Regions from separate parts of the Sus scrofa genome. Here region 2 is linked to region 1. Evidence: chromatin contacts called from public HiChIP or PLAC-seq data. All regions are on one chromosome and are shown on one strand. Each heading gives the region's core, a stretch centred on a gene start, on an enhancer-like site or on the middle of the called end of the contact. The rest is flanking DNA. Distances are from core to core; before and after follow the strand shown.

Region 1 (6,252 bases), core at 2,842-5,341:
GGTTGCCAAAGGAGGACAAATCGCCTGGGGCCTTGCCTCCTCTTTCACGCAGGTGAAATCAGGTTAAAACAAACACCAAAGACAGCTTGGAGGAGAAAAGAAAGGTGACAGAAAACTGTTTGCATCTGTAAAAATGTTTGTAAAAGGACAAGAGTCACAGACTGGGGCTGAACCAGCTTTGGTTAATTTTTTTTTTTTTTTTTTTTTTTTTTTTTTTTTTTTTTTTGTCTTTTTGTCTTTTGTTGTTGTTGCTATCTTGGGCCGCTTCCGCGGCATATGGAGGTTCCCAGGCTAGGGGTCGAATCGGAACTGTAGCTACCGGCCTACGCCAGAGCCACAGCAACGCGGGATCCGAGCCGCATCTGCAACCTACACCACAGCTCACGGCAACGCCGGATCGTTAACCCACTGAGCAAGGGCAGGGACCGAACCCGCGACCTCATGGTTCCTAGTCGGATTCGTTAACCACTGCGCCACGACGGGAACTCCAGCTTTGGTTAATTTGCCCTGAGCACCAGTTGCTGAGGCTCCAGTGTCCTGTCCCTCCTTCTCTTGCTAGTTGTACACTAGTCCACCTGCCACAGAGGGAGGGGGAAGCAAAGGGGAAGATCCAGGAGGTTTCTACTTAGGATGCTGTCTGCCCACACGAATGATTCCCCCAAAGGGCTGCTGAATCTACCTGTGTCATCCCCATTTCAAGGAAATGTAAAATATGAACATGGTTTTTTTCTTTTTCCCAAATCTTTACAGGAAAGGATACTGAGGCTCAGAGAGTTAAATTCACACAGGAATGTCAGAGCCACAAGAGGCCCCAAGTGTCCTGTTTTGCAGGCCAGCGCTCTTTCCATACATAATAAGCCAACTAAACAAGAAAACTGCATCCTCCTCATAGTGAAGCTTCTGAGGCATGACTTGCCCTGGACTTTGGCCTTCTGTATAAAGGAGTATGTTTGAAGCAGAGTGGTAGGTGAACAAAAGCTGTGAGTTTCATCAACCACAGTCTGAATTCCAGAGCCAAGATCTTAACTGCTTTCCACAGGAGGAAGAACACAGTCCACCCTTAGCTCAATGACCTGACTGCCCATGGTGCTTATCCTTGCCAAATAATCACCATGTTGATTGCCAAGGGATTCAAATTTACCCATATTATCAAAATCACAAAAATGAAATGGATTTGATGATTTGTTCCAGAGTTATTGAAAGGACATTTAAACTTGAGTCTTTGTCTTCTTTTCAGCTTCCCTTTGATAAAAAGAGACAGTATGGTGGAGTGATTGGTGGATCAGTTGATTGTTCATCCTGTCCACATGCAGTTTTGGTCTACTGTGTGCTAGATTCCTTCCTAAGTTTGATGTCAACTTCAGAATGAATTTTAAGTTGTTTTTGTTTCTTTATTTTTTAATTTTGTTATCTTTGTAAATTTTACATCAAATCTTTTTTTTCTGCCTCTATTAACATGCTACTTGAATATGGCTGCACGTTGACAAAACACAGCTAAGGACAAGGAAATTTCTGGCGAATTCAAAGCGCATGTGCTTTCCAAGTGGAAGTTACCCTGCACATTCCCCTGGAAAGCAGGGTTGGGAGAGCCAAGAATAATGTGGGAGTCTTTAGATAAACATGATTGGGTGCTTGTCACCCCCATGTTGTGGGAATACGGAGGTCACTGCTCCTCTGGGAGCAGGAGCTAGGCCAGAAACTATTGTAATGTATACATGTAAGGATAACTTGATCCCCTTGCTGTACAGTGGGAAAATAAAAAAATAAATTAATTAATTAAATAAATGAAAAAAAAATATGGCATTCCCATTGTGGCTCAGCAGAAATGAACCTGACTAGTATCCATGAGGATGAAGGTTTGATCCTTGGTCTTGCTCAGTAGGTTAGGGATCCAGTGTTACCATGAGCTGCGGTGTACATCATAGATGTGTCTCAGATCTGGCATTGCTGTGGTGTAGGTCAGCAGCTGCAGCTCCAATTTGACCCTTAGCCTGGGAACTTCCATATGCCACAGGTGTGGCCCTAAATAAAATAAAATAAAATCTGATGACTAAACTGTTTTCCTGAGACAAAGGGAATTCCTTGCATTGAGTTCTATTTACTACACTCTAGAATATAAGCTTGACGAAGAGAGATTTTTGTCTTTTTTTCATCATGAGATCCCCAGCTTCTAGAAAAGTAAATGGAATATAGTAAGAAATCTATAAAACATCTGTTGAATGGAAAAATGAAATATTGCATGTGTTATTTTTCATTGTCCTCTTATGGCAGGAGAGAGGAAATGAGTAGCTGCCCCTCTCCCTGTAGCACATAAAAACAACAGGAAGTGACAGTAGCCACTGTCCCAAATGGCAGTTCCTTCCAATACCAAGCTTAGAATTAGCTATAAAGGACATGACAAAATAACACATTCAATTCTCTGCTATTTGAATCTACTACAGAACTATAACAGTCTCCTTCAGGCTGTAGCACCTAAAAGCGAGAAAATTACTTCCAGCAATGGCTCTCAAAGGAGATCCCTGGAAACAGCAGTACCAGCATCACAGGAAACGTGTTAGAAATCAAAATGTTTGGTATTACAACTTCTACTGAATCAGAAACTCTGGAGGTAGGGCCAGCAATCTGTTTTTTAATAATCCTCCAAGTGATTCCGATGCACGATGAAGGTCCACAGTTCTTGTTTTGTACCTCCCTACTTGCTACCCTTCCCAGATAAGGTTCCTTCCTATTTTATTTCTTTTTTACCTTTCTTCACCTACATGATCTGGATTTTCCATGTCCCAGGTTTCTCCTACCAAGTCTGGATCATCTTTTCTCATCTCATAGGTCCTAGGAGCAGCTGTATCCAGCTTTTTTACTAGGGGCAGTAGAGTACCTCTCATGAAGGGATTCTAGATACAACGTTTTAGCAGAAGTTCCTAAGGATTCAGGAGCTAATAGGGGCTTTGGAAACCAGAAGATCCAAATCATTCATTTTATATATGAGGAAAATGAATCTCAAAGAGACAAAGTAACTTAGCCACGACCAAATACATTTAAAGGAGTTGAACTCAATCTGGTTACTGGTAAGCAAGCTTTTCCCAGCATTCCTGCAAATGCCCCATATAATCTTACACTTAGACTTGAGATGTACATTTCCAGAGTTTCAGACACCAAGAAAACTACTTGGGACATTTTTAGGTTACAGTGATTCTCATAACTACTTCCATATTCATCTCCATTTCCCAAGAAAGCTGAAGCAAAGTGAAAGGCCACATATGGATGACCAGCCAAAGGACTGGTCTTGAAAAATGAATGATAAAGTCAAGAAAAGACTGTGTTCTACCTCCTACCTCCCGGCCGTGGGGGAGGGGTGGGTAGATTCTGCCGCCCACATGCCTCTGATAACATCTACCAGGAGCTGACCTAGAGAATGTGAATTCTTGGGGCTGAAAAAGTTGTTAAAGAGGTCATTCCCCATACTTTGAATTACAGCTGAGGCTGCATGTTCCCTTATCTCTTGCAGGCTGGAGAGCTTTTATCCAAGGAGTCATTCCGCACCAAGATTTTAGTGTTTGGCTTCCAGGCACTCAAAAAGGGACTCCACTTTACAAAGGAGACAGACACTAGTTCTAGGTAGACAGACACAGAAACTGGTGTCAAAGAAAAGCCAAGGCACGACTGAAATGATGTGGCAAAGATCCATCAGAGAAAGGGAAATGATAGCAAGTTTAGAGAGGAGAAATTGCCTTCAGAATGAAAATTTTTGCCAAGAAAAAATGGCAATGTTTGAGTAAGAGAAGAGCGTGTGCTGGGCAGCTGTGCTCTAGAGCACCCTGCTTGCCGTTTAGTGTAAATTCGGCACCAAAGCACCTTAGAGACCATGGAGGTGACGCTGGGAGGACAGCTCTTAAAAGGCGAAGACTAACGTGTTCACAGACCTGCTGGGGAGCAGGAGCCAGGCACAGCCTTGGTCCCTGCTGGCTCACTGTTCTCCTACCCTACCATACCTGGTAGTATTTATTTTTCCAAGGACCGCAAGAGGAGGTCAAGCCCGGCCATGCTGAAAACAGAATGGTTCCAGGAATCTTGCTGGGAAGTCCAAAAATATCTACCATCCCACAGGCAACTTTCTCTGCCCAGTCCCTTTTAATCAGGTCATCCTACTACTAACAGTGACTGGTAAAGTTTCTTGGGCAGTGAACATAAACTTGGACTAATTCAGGATTAATGCAAGGTCATACTGTACATTTTTATTAACCCTCTAATTTTTCATCAATTTGGCTTTATATGCTCACCAAAATTTCTTTCAGATTTCAGGTCTTTGGGCTAATTTATACAGCGGGCAATACTCCGGACCTTACTTAGGACTCTCCTATTACATGCAAGTTGCATAATCACGTAAGTGAAAAGTGATGTTGTAATGAAATCCTTCTAGGACTTCCAGGAATAAACTTTCTTGGATGGGGTCCAAGATGAAATCACCTTACACTGAATTCAAGGCTTATAGGAACTATTTTAAGGCACCTGTGTGAGTGTGTGTGCACTTGAGGCATTGGACACACTCCATGTGAGATCTCCATCTCCACCAGTGATACCACTGTCTTCTTTAGACCTTAGTGGAAACCTTGGCATTCTCTTTGATTGCTTCTTCCCATGACTCATATCCAGCATTTCCCCAAGACCTATCATGTGTTTCCTTGTAAAATTTCTTTCATTTCTACCTTATTCTCCATTCTATTTGCACTTCAATTCTAAGTTTTATCAGTTGAGTGCTTAGATTACTGCAGAAATCTTCCAGCTGGCTTTCCAGATTTCAGTTTCTTCCTCGTTCAATCTTTCTTCAACTCAGCTTCTGATCTGCATACACAGGAAAAATCTTTTTGCCCTATTTTCCAGAGCAAAATCCAACAAGGTTGGAATTCCATACTTTAACTGTACTTCTTATGCATCACTCAACATATGATAGACATAATTTTAAAAGGGCAAAGTGAAAGGTAGTTGTGTTAGGAAGGAACAGAAGAATTCATATGAAAATGCTGAACATATTCAGAAACATTATAGCAAAGTAGAGTTTAAAAAATTTTTTTTTCAGAAATACTTGGGAAAATATGTGTAACATGCCTTACACATAATTTTGTGGTTCGCTGCTCATAAAACAACAGTCAGTGCTCTGGAGTTTGGATCAAGATGGTGCTCTGAGAACTCAAGGCTGTGTCCATTTCTGCTCTCTCTGGAAGTGACAGAAAAGAATCTTAAAATTCCGAAAACAAAGAAAAACAAAAAATGAGAAGAATATCAGGAAGAAAACAGTTGAGAAAGAAAGATGAAGAAAACCAGAGCTTAGAATGCATTTTGAAAGGAAGAGCTCTGAAAGCTGAAAGTGTTAAAAGCATCCTGTGCTCAGCAACTTCACGGACAGGGAATAGGAAATGTTCCTGCAGCACATGCTATGGCGGTGGGTGTGGGCTCTGCTTTTGGAACAGCCAGATATGGGTGTTCCCTCTCTAACTCTGCTTGGGTCAAGCAGTGGCTGAAGAGGTCTCTGCCGCCAGGCTAATGCTTGGGATGTTTGGGTCACAAAGGTGTAGTGGTGACTCTGGTGGCTACTAATATCCAAGGGGGTTGGAGGCAGGGAGTGCTAAGCACAAGGAGAAATGGATACCACACACCTAAAAAACTCAATGCAAGCATCATCTTCACAGTGAAGTCTTTGATTTCCCAGGGCTAGTTAGACTCCATTTTTTCTGTGCTCGTGGTATCTTCTATAGAGCTCCCTGATATCAGTTATTATACTGCATCATATTGGATAACAGGAGCCATAACTAAGATAACTGTATCATTTTATGATTTAATTTCAGACCTGTAAGGACAGACCAGTTGCCATACTGCTATAGACAACAACTTGAAATGCTTTTCATTAGGTTTTCTTAAACTGTAGTCAAATAATTTTATTTTAAATGTATGGATATGGCCAATAATAGTAGGTTGACTATAGCAGGTATGACATGAGTATCAATTAAAGATAACGCTAATCATGCTGCCCAGTGAAATTCTAAATATCCCACAAAAAAACTTTTATTAGCAATAGGAAGCACAGGCCAGAAAATTATTATAGTCTTGCTATATGTAATATATAGGGCATTATGCCATTCAAAAACCAAGTTAAAAAAATGAAATGAATGAAATGGTACAAGTAGTACATTTACACATGACAATTTTCTTCTTCTTCTTTTTTTTTTTTTAGTCTTTTCAGGGCCAGACTAGCAGCAT
Region 2 (6,018 bases), core at 962-3,461, 240 kb before region 1:
GGGCCATCCAACATGGTATAGGGCAAGAAAAAAACCACTTGTGTTGAATGTGGTCCACGAGCTGCCAATTTACAACCCATTTTATTTTATTTTATTTATTTATTTATTTATTTATTTATTTATTTATTTACAGCTGCTTCTGTGGCATTTAGAAGTTCCCATGCCAGGAATCAAACCTGTGCCACAGTTGCAGCCTATACCACAGGTGCAGCAGTACTAGCTCCTTAACCCACTGTGCCAGATGGGAATTTGCTACAACCCATTTCGAAAGGAAGCCATGTTAAATCCTAGAATTAAGATATCATTAAAATCCAAATTCCTAAGGAACTATATTTTGCTAGAAAGCAAATAGTTGAAGTTAGATGTTAATCTGTATCCCCAGGTAAATTTTCCTAAGCCTTAGTATTGGGTTCATATAATCAAATAATGCTAGAAGAATGAGAAGTACAATAAGCAGTACAAGAGCTCAAAAGATAAGACAAAATGAAACATTGTTGGCATGTTGATACCATCAGAGAAGGCTTCAATGAAGAGTTAGGACTTGCTATGTCCTTCAAGGATAGTTGGATTTGGGAAAAACAGAAATGAGAGGGGACATTTCTTGGATAAAAGGCACGGTAGAATCACAAGTCCATTGAAACAGACTGGAACATCACAGGGGCAAAGCTGGGCTAAATAAATAGTAACTTAAAACAAAACAAAGTAAAATATCACTATTTACTTATAGTCCTTAACTTTCTACATTATGTCTGAGAGGCATGAAAAACCAAATTTATCTTGGGAATGCAGACTCAGGTATTTGAATAAGTCTGCCTGAAGAGCTGACAATCTGAAAGGCATTGCATTAGTGCTCAGAGCATTTACTTAAATTATGTTCACATGGATACACTTTTCATTTTCTTTAGAAGATTCATATTTCATTTTTTTTTTAAATAGCACAAATGCTGCCACTGTTTTAATAGATCATCCTTCTAATTGTGAATTCCATTTGGAAGCCTGGGATCTCAAGCCTGGAATTTCTTCAAGTACTTAAAAGTTTACTTGCCCATTGAGGTCAATTCTTTGACACTTGACACCTATGGTCCTCAGAAGACTTGGTAGTTTCAACATTAAGTTGATCAGTCAATAGACTAAATATTGTGATAGTCTATTTGTTGATGGAGAATTTGGGTGTTTTAAGTACAAAGACCCTGGCTCTCTAATATGTCTTGATTACATGTCTGTTTCTGCTGAGCTGCTTCCTACCACCCTCCTAGGAAAAGTCAGATATGGGAGAGACCGTGTAGTGAGTTGATCTTGGTCAGGGCTGCCCTGGAAAAGTATCTGCAAGTGTGGGAGGGGGTCCTGGAAGGGTGCCAACGGGGGCCTACATAAGACTCTCAGGAGGAAGAGAGCTGATTGAAAGTCCAGTTAAGTCAAAAGAATAATAAATCAAAAAGTTCACCAGGCTGGAGGAGCCGAGTGGGATGTGAGCCAAAGGATCAAAGTCAGGGTCAGAAACAGGCTGATTGGAAACAGAGCCAACTCAGGAACTCACCCTGGGAAAGTGGGGACATGCTCTGGCAGCATCTTAGGCACAGATGGGTGAGTCCACATGGACAGGCCCTTGTTGTGATAGTACCAGAGCCTGGATGGGTCCTCAGAAGTTGATGGATGGAAGAAAAGTTGAGAGACCATGTTGCGAGCATTAGTTTAGGAGCACTGTTTCCCCAGTTTGTCCAAGAGATGTGTGCTAATGGGCTCTCACATCCACATGAGTGACAACCCTCTCTGACATCAGCTGGTTAAGGCACCATTAGGCTCATGCCCATCCTGGGACCAGCCGGTCTTCCCTCAGCCTTTGCAGATCTATCCCCAGCGAACTAGTTGGCCTGCAGGCAACATCTGAGGAGAGCAAACAGCCAGAGCAGAGCCCCAGCACACCCATCCTTCCTCGGCACCTCGGTTAGCACCTCCTTCAGGAAGGAAACGCTTGGGGAGAGTTCCTTTCCCTATGCCCCAAGACCGGGCCCTCAAATCTGGGGAAGTGCTTGTGATGGGAATGTGCCGTCATAGAAATTCAAACACATGGAGCAGGCTGAAAGAAAGCAAGGAAAGTGCATGCCAAGTTTGCCTGTGGTCAAAATCGAGCCTGAGCTGTTTCCTGAAGATAGGAGCTGGAACTCTCATGGGTAAAGCTGACTGAGCTCACACATTTCACCCTTGGCCTACTTTGTTTATCTTGAGACCACTGAAGCATTCAGTCTAGACTGTACAGTATTTCCAGTATCTCCTGTTACTTCTTTCCCAAGCATCTGGTTTTTCTCAGGCCTCCACCTGACTCACCCTACATGGCCCTGTGCTCGAATCCTAGCGCTCACGAGGAATGTCCTACCCGTGCTTGGGCCATGGGAGACATGTGTCAACATCGGGGGCCTGTCCTGTGAGGCGACCTGTCAAAAGGCACTTGTGTCGTTTTCTTTCTGGACGGTGAGTTCAGGGCTCTGATGATGGCTTTATCCTGGACTTCAGATCTCGGGGATGGAGCGGCCAGGGAGTTCTTACAAACTTTGGCCTAAACACTATATGCTCCTTCAATGTCACAACCTTTTTCTTTCAGCCTACAATTTTATGTTATTGTGCTGGACACAAATGGATCTATTTGTGATCAGATCCATCCCCACTTCAGGCTGTACCCAATCCTTGACATACCATTTTCATATACCTTTTGCTTCTCTTGCCTTATGAATGGTCAAGTCAGATAAGTTCAAATTTGTAAGTATTTATATATATAATTCATATTCATCTTGGGTTTCAGGAAGTCTTGGTGTTCCTCTATTAATTATTCTATTTCAAACTAAGAGACAATAAGCAGTCAATAACTGACATGCAAAGGAGGTATACCAGCAGCCTTGGGAGACACTGAAGCCAGAAACAGGCTGGTCCTATTGACTCCCTCAAGGCTGTGTTCAAGGGGTTGATGCCATCTCACTCTTGAAGACAGGAACCAGGGGATCCAGCCATGGCGGGAATTCTGTGAACATTTGGAGCCAGGGAATGCTTCACAAAGGCAGTGATGTACTTTATCAGAACTGCACGGGCAGGGTCCAGCTGGTCACAGGGAAGTTGATGGCCTGCGGAGATTTGTGCTTAGACAGCCTACATATAAAAACATGTTCTGAGCTGTATGTGATGTCTTTCAGTTACAATCAAATATTTATCTCACACCAGTTTGGATGTTAGAGTCTAATATCCAGGCATGACCATGGGGAAAAGAAAGAGGAATTATATAAATAAGGATGTTAGGCTTCAATATGCCCAGCACGGCTCTTTCCAAAAACAGAGGTGGATTTGGAACTCCACTGCAGAGAATGTGCACAGTGGAGCAGGATTCAGAGGCTGTATAAGAGCCAGAAATTCTGGCCAATAAGCAAGGAGTTTTGTCTCTCACAAGCAAGACCCATTGGGTATCATGTATCTCTTGGCTGTATTATAAAATACTCCTAAAAGTGATAGCACCTGAATTATTGGGACATTTCTGGTACCGTTATCTTCACAGAAGAGGAAGCACTTGTTCTTGTGATCAATGAACACCAAGTTCACTGGGTAAAATTTTAAAAGTTGGACCTAATTCTGGGAGTGAGATAAAAACATTCTTACAGAGTATATCCTATTCTATTGCATTAAATATTATGTGAGGTCTAGAACAAGTGCACCCTAGAAGTGAGACATGTACACCCCTCAGTGAGTGTTCCTTTGAGATGTAGCTTCAAGATAGGAACCCTTTGGGAGACTGTTACAGGGTGGAGTTCTGACTGGATGAGCAATGCTGCCTTCATTCATTGATGGCCAAGGACAATCTCTGCTACACCAGAAAGGAAAGGGACCGGGATAGGGAACTAATGGCATTTGGGGCTGGGGAATTCTGTACATATAAGCAGCACCTCTCTCAGATCTCACAAGCAAAAATGTCACGGATGCTCCACGCGAGATCCAGGCCAGGGAGTGAAGGCTAGAGAGACCAGGCCTTGTTCAAGAAGCTACAAAGAGTATAAGAAGCAATGGGTATTTGATGAACTGCATCAATAAATTTGAGTCCTGATACATGGTTAAGCACTGTGATAGGCACCAAAGATATGGAGTGAATGGTTCTTGCCCTCAAGAGCTTACAGACTAATGCAATTCAGACAAGTACTTGTTATGATAGGTACATGTATGGGACAAAATGGAAACACGTAGGAGGGGATTATCTCAGGACATCTGTATGGATAGCGTTGGGGGGGGGTTATTATGTCAAAGGAATTAAAACATGGTCACCTATCTTTGTCCTCTAGGGCAGGGACTGGCAAATATGACCCATAGACAAAATCTGGCCCATCTCTGGTTACTGTAAATAAAGGTTATCAAAACACAGCTATAGACATCCAAGCACATATTGCCTATGGCTGCTCTAACTACCATGGCAGACATGGGTAGTTTGCAACAGAGACCATAAGGCCTGGTGACAGAAAAAGTTTGCCAACCTCTGCTCCAGGGTATGGTCCTCATCCACCTGACTGAAGCTGGCTGGCTAGTACCACATCCACAATCCAGTCAATAGGAAGAAGGAAAAGAGAAATAAGAGCCAAGCAACTTGTTTAGAGGATGTGGCCTAGAAGTTGATTTCCGTTCACTTCTCACTGGCCAGAACTGAAGTCTAAGAAGTTCCCAGACTTTTCCCAGTTTCACTGATTCACAAGTATGCACAGGACTCAGCACACAGTTCAATTCATGGCCAAGATTTATTGCAAGAAAAGGAGACAAAGAAAAATCAGCAAAAGGAAAAGGCCCATTTGGGTAAAGTCCAAAGGAAACCAGCTACAAGCTTCCAAAAGTATTTTCCCAGTCAAGTTGTCTAGGACGTACTTAACTCCCCCATGAACAAATTATGGTAATGTGTACAAAAAGCTCTCTGCGAGGAAAGCTCATTAGAGACTTGGTACCCAGTGTTTTCACTGGGCATGGTCAGGTCACTTTCTTCCTGAGAATGTACCAAAATTCGAGACTCCCAGAAGAAAAGCAGGAGCTCAGCATACACTGTATATTTTTATACCATGTAGGCATAGTCATCCACTCCTACTGGGGAGTGGTGGGAATGTTCCCAAAATTCGAGTTCCCAGATGCCAGGCAAGGGTCAGTCTTGCAAAGCAGGGCTTTCTAAGGATAGAAATCATAGGCTCACTTTGATAACCCTTTACTGCCTACACTTGGCTGTGATAGAAGCTGGAGAATGTAGCCGAGCTAAACTTGGGAGACTTGATTACTCAAAGAAAAATGAAGAATGGATATCCTGAATAATTAGTAATCTCTGCCACACGAGAAAGGGAAGGAACGAGGGTAGGGAACTAATGGCATTTGGGGCTGGGGAATTCTGTACATATAAGCAGCACCTCTCTCAGATCTGACAAACAAAAATGTCACAGATGCTCCATGCGAGATCCAGGCCAGGGTGTGAAGGCTAGAGAGACCAGGCCTTGTTCAAGCAACTACAAGGCATTTGTTACACATTTGAGTATCTGGTGAGAGATGAAGAGCATCAAAAAATAAGATAAGGGCACAAGGCTGGGACAAGATTATAAAGTATGTTAAATGCCATACTAAGGGGTTTGGAATTTTTTTTTTTTTTTTTTTTTTGGCCTTGCCTGCAGCACGAGGAAGTTCTCAGACCAGGGATCAAACTTGCACCGCAGCAGGGACCCAAGCCACTGGAGTAAAAATGCCAGATCCTTAACATGCTGTACCACAGGGGAACTCCAATGGGTTTGGATTTTTTAAAAATCATTTAAAATATGAGGAATTATTGAAAGCTATTAAGGCCCAAGGATCATATCTGTATTTTCAGAAAGCCAGTTTGACCTATAATTGGAGACATAATTGAAAGGCAATAGCCTGGAGTCAGAGAGACTAATTAGAAGACATTACTTATTGAGGTAAAGAATTTTTAGGAACAAAATGAAGGTATTGGAGGTGGAGAATAAAAAATGTGAGAAATATCATATA

What was found. HiChIP or PLAC-seq counts read pairs in DNA pulled down with a chosen protein or histone mark.
Region 2: an H3K27ac HiChIP or PLAC-seq map of skeletal muscle shows a contact between it and region 1, with 5 times the contacts expected there. The contact joins two enhancer-like sites. A contact is called at or near these places in 3 of 47 Hi-C or Micro-C datasets (embryonic fibroblasts and skeletal muscle) and 1 of 2 datasets of contacts at active chromatin or transcription factors (skeletal muscle).

Annotation. Positions count from the first base shown.
Region 1 is chr2:117,747,075-117,753,326 of Sscrofa11.1, reverse strand. The region is part of intron 3 of NREP (neuronal regeneration-related protein); the gene reads right to left. Among named protein-coding and RNA genes, the nearest start is that of NREP, 240 kb to the right of the region's middle. Within about 2 kb of position 4,091, at least 3 of the 83 cell types and tissues checked have an H3K27ac peak or open chromatin away from gene starts, as enhancers often do. A contact at or near this core is called in skeletal muscle, where this site is marked.
Region 2 is chr2:117,981,919-117,987,936 of Sscrofa11.1, reverse strand. No RefSeq gene overlaps it. Among named protein-coding and RNA genes, the nearest start is that of YTHDC2, 18 kb to the left of the region's middle. Within about 2 kb of position 2,211, at least 12 of the 83 cell types and tissues checked have an H3K27ac peak or open chromatin away from gene starts, as enhancers often do. A contact at or near this core is called in skeletal muscle, where this site is marked.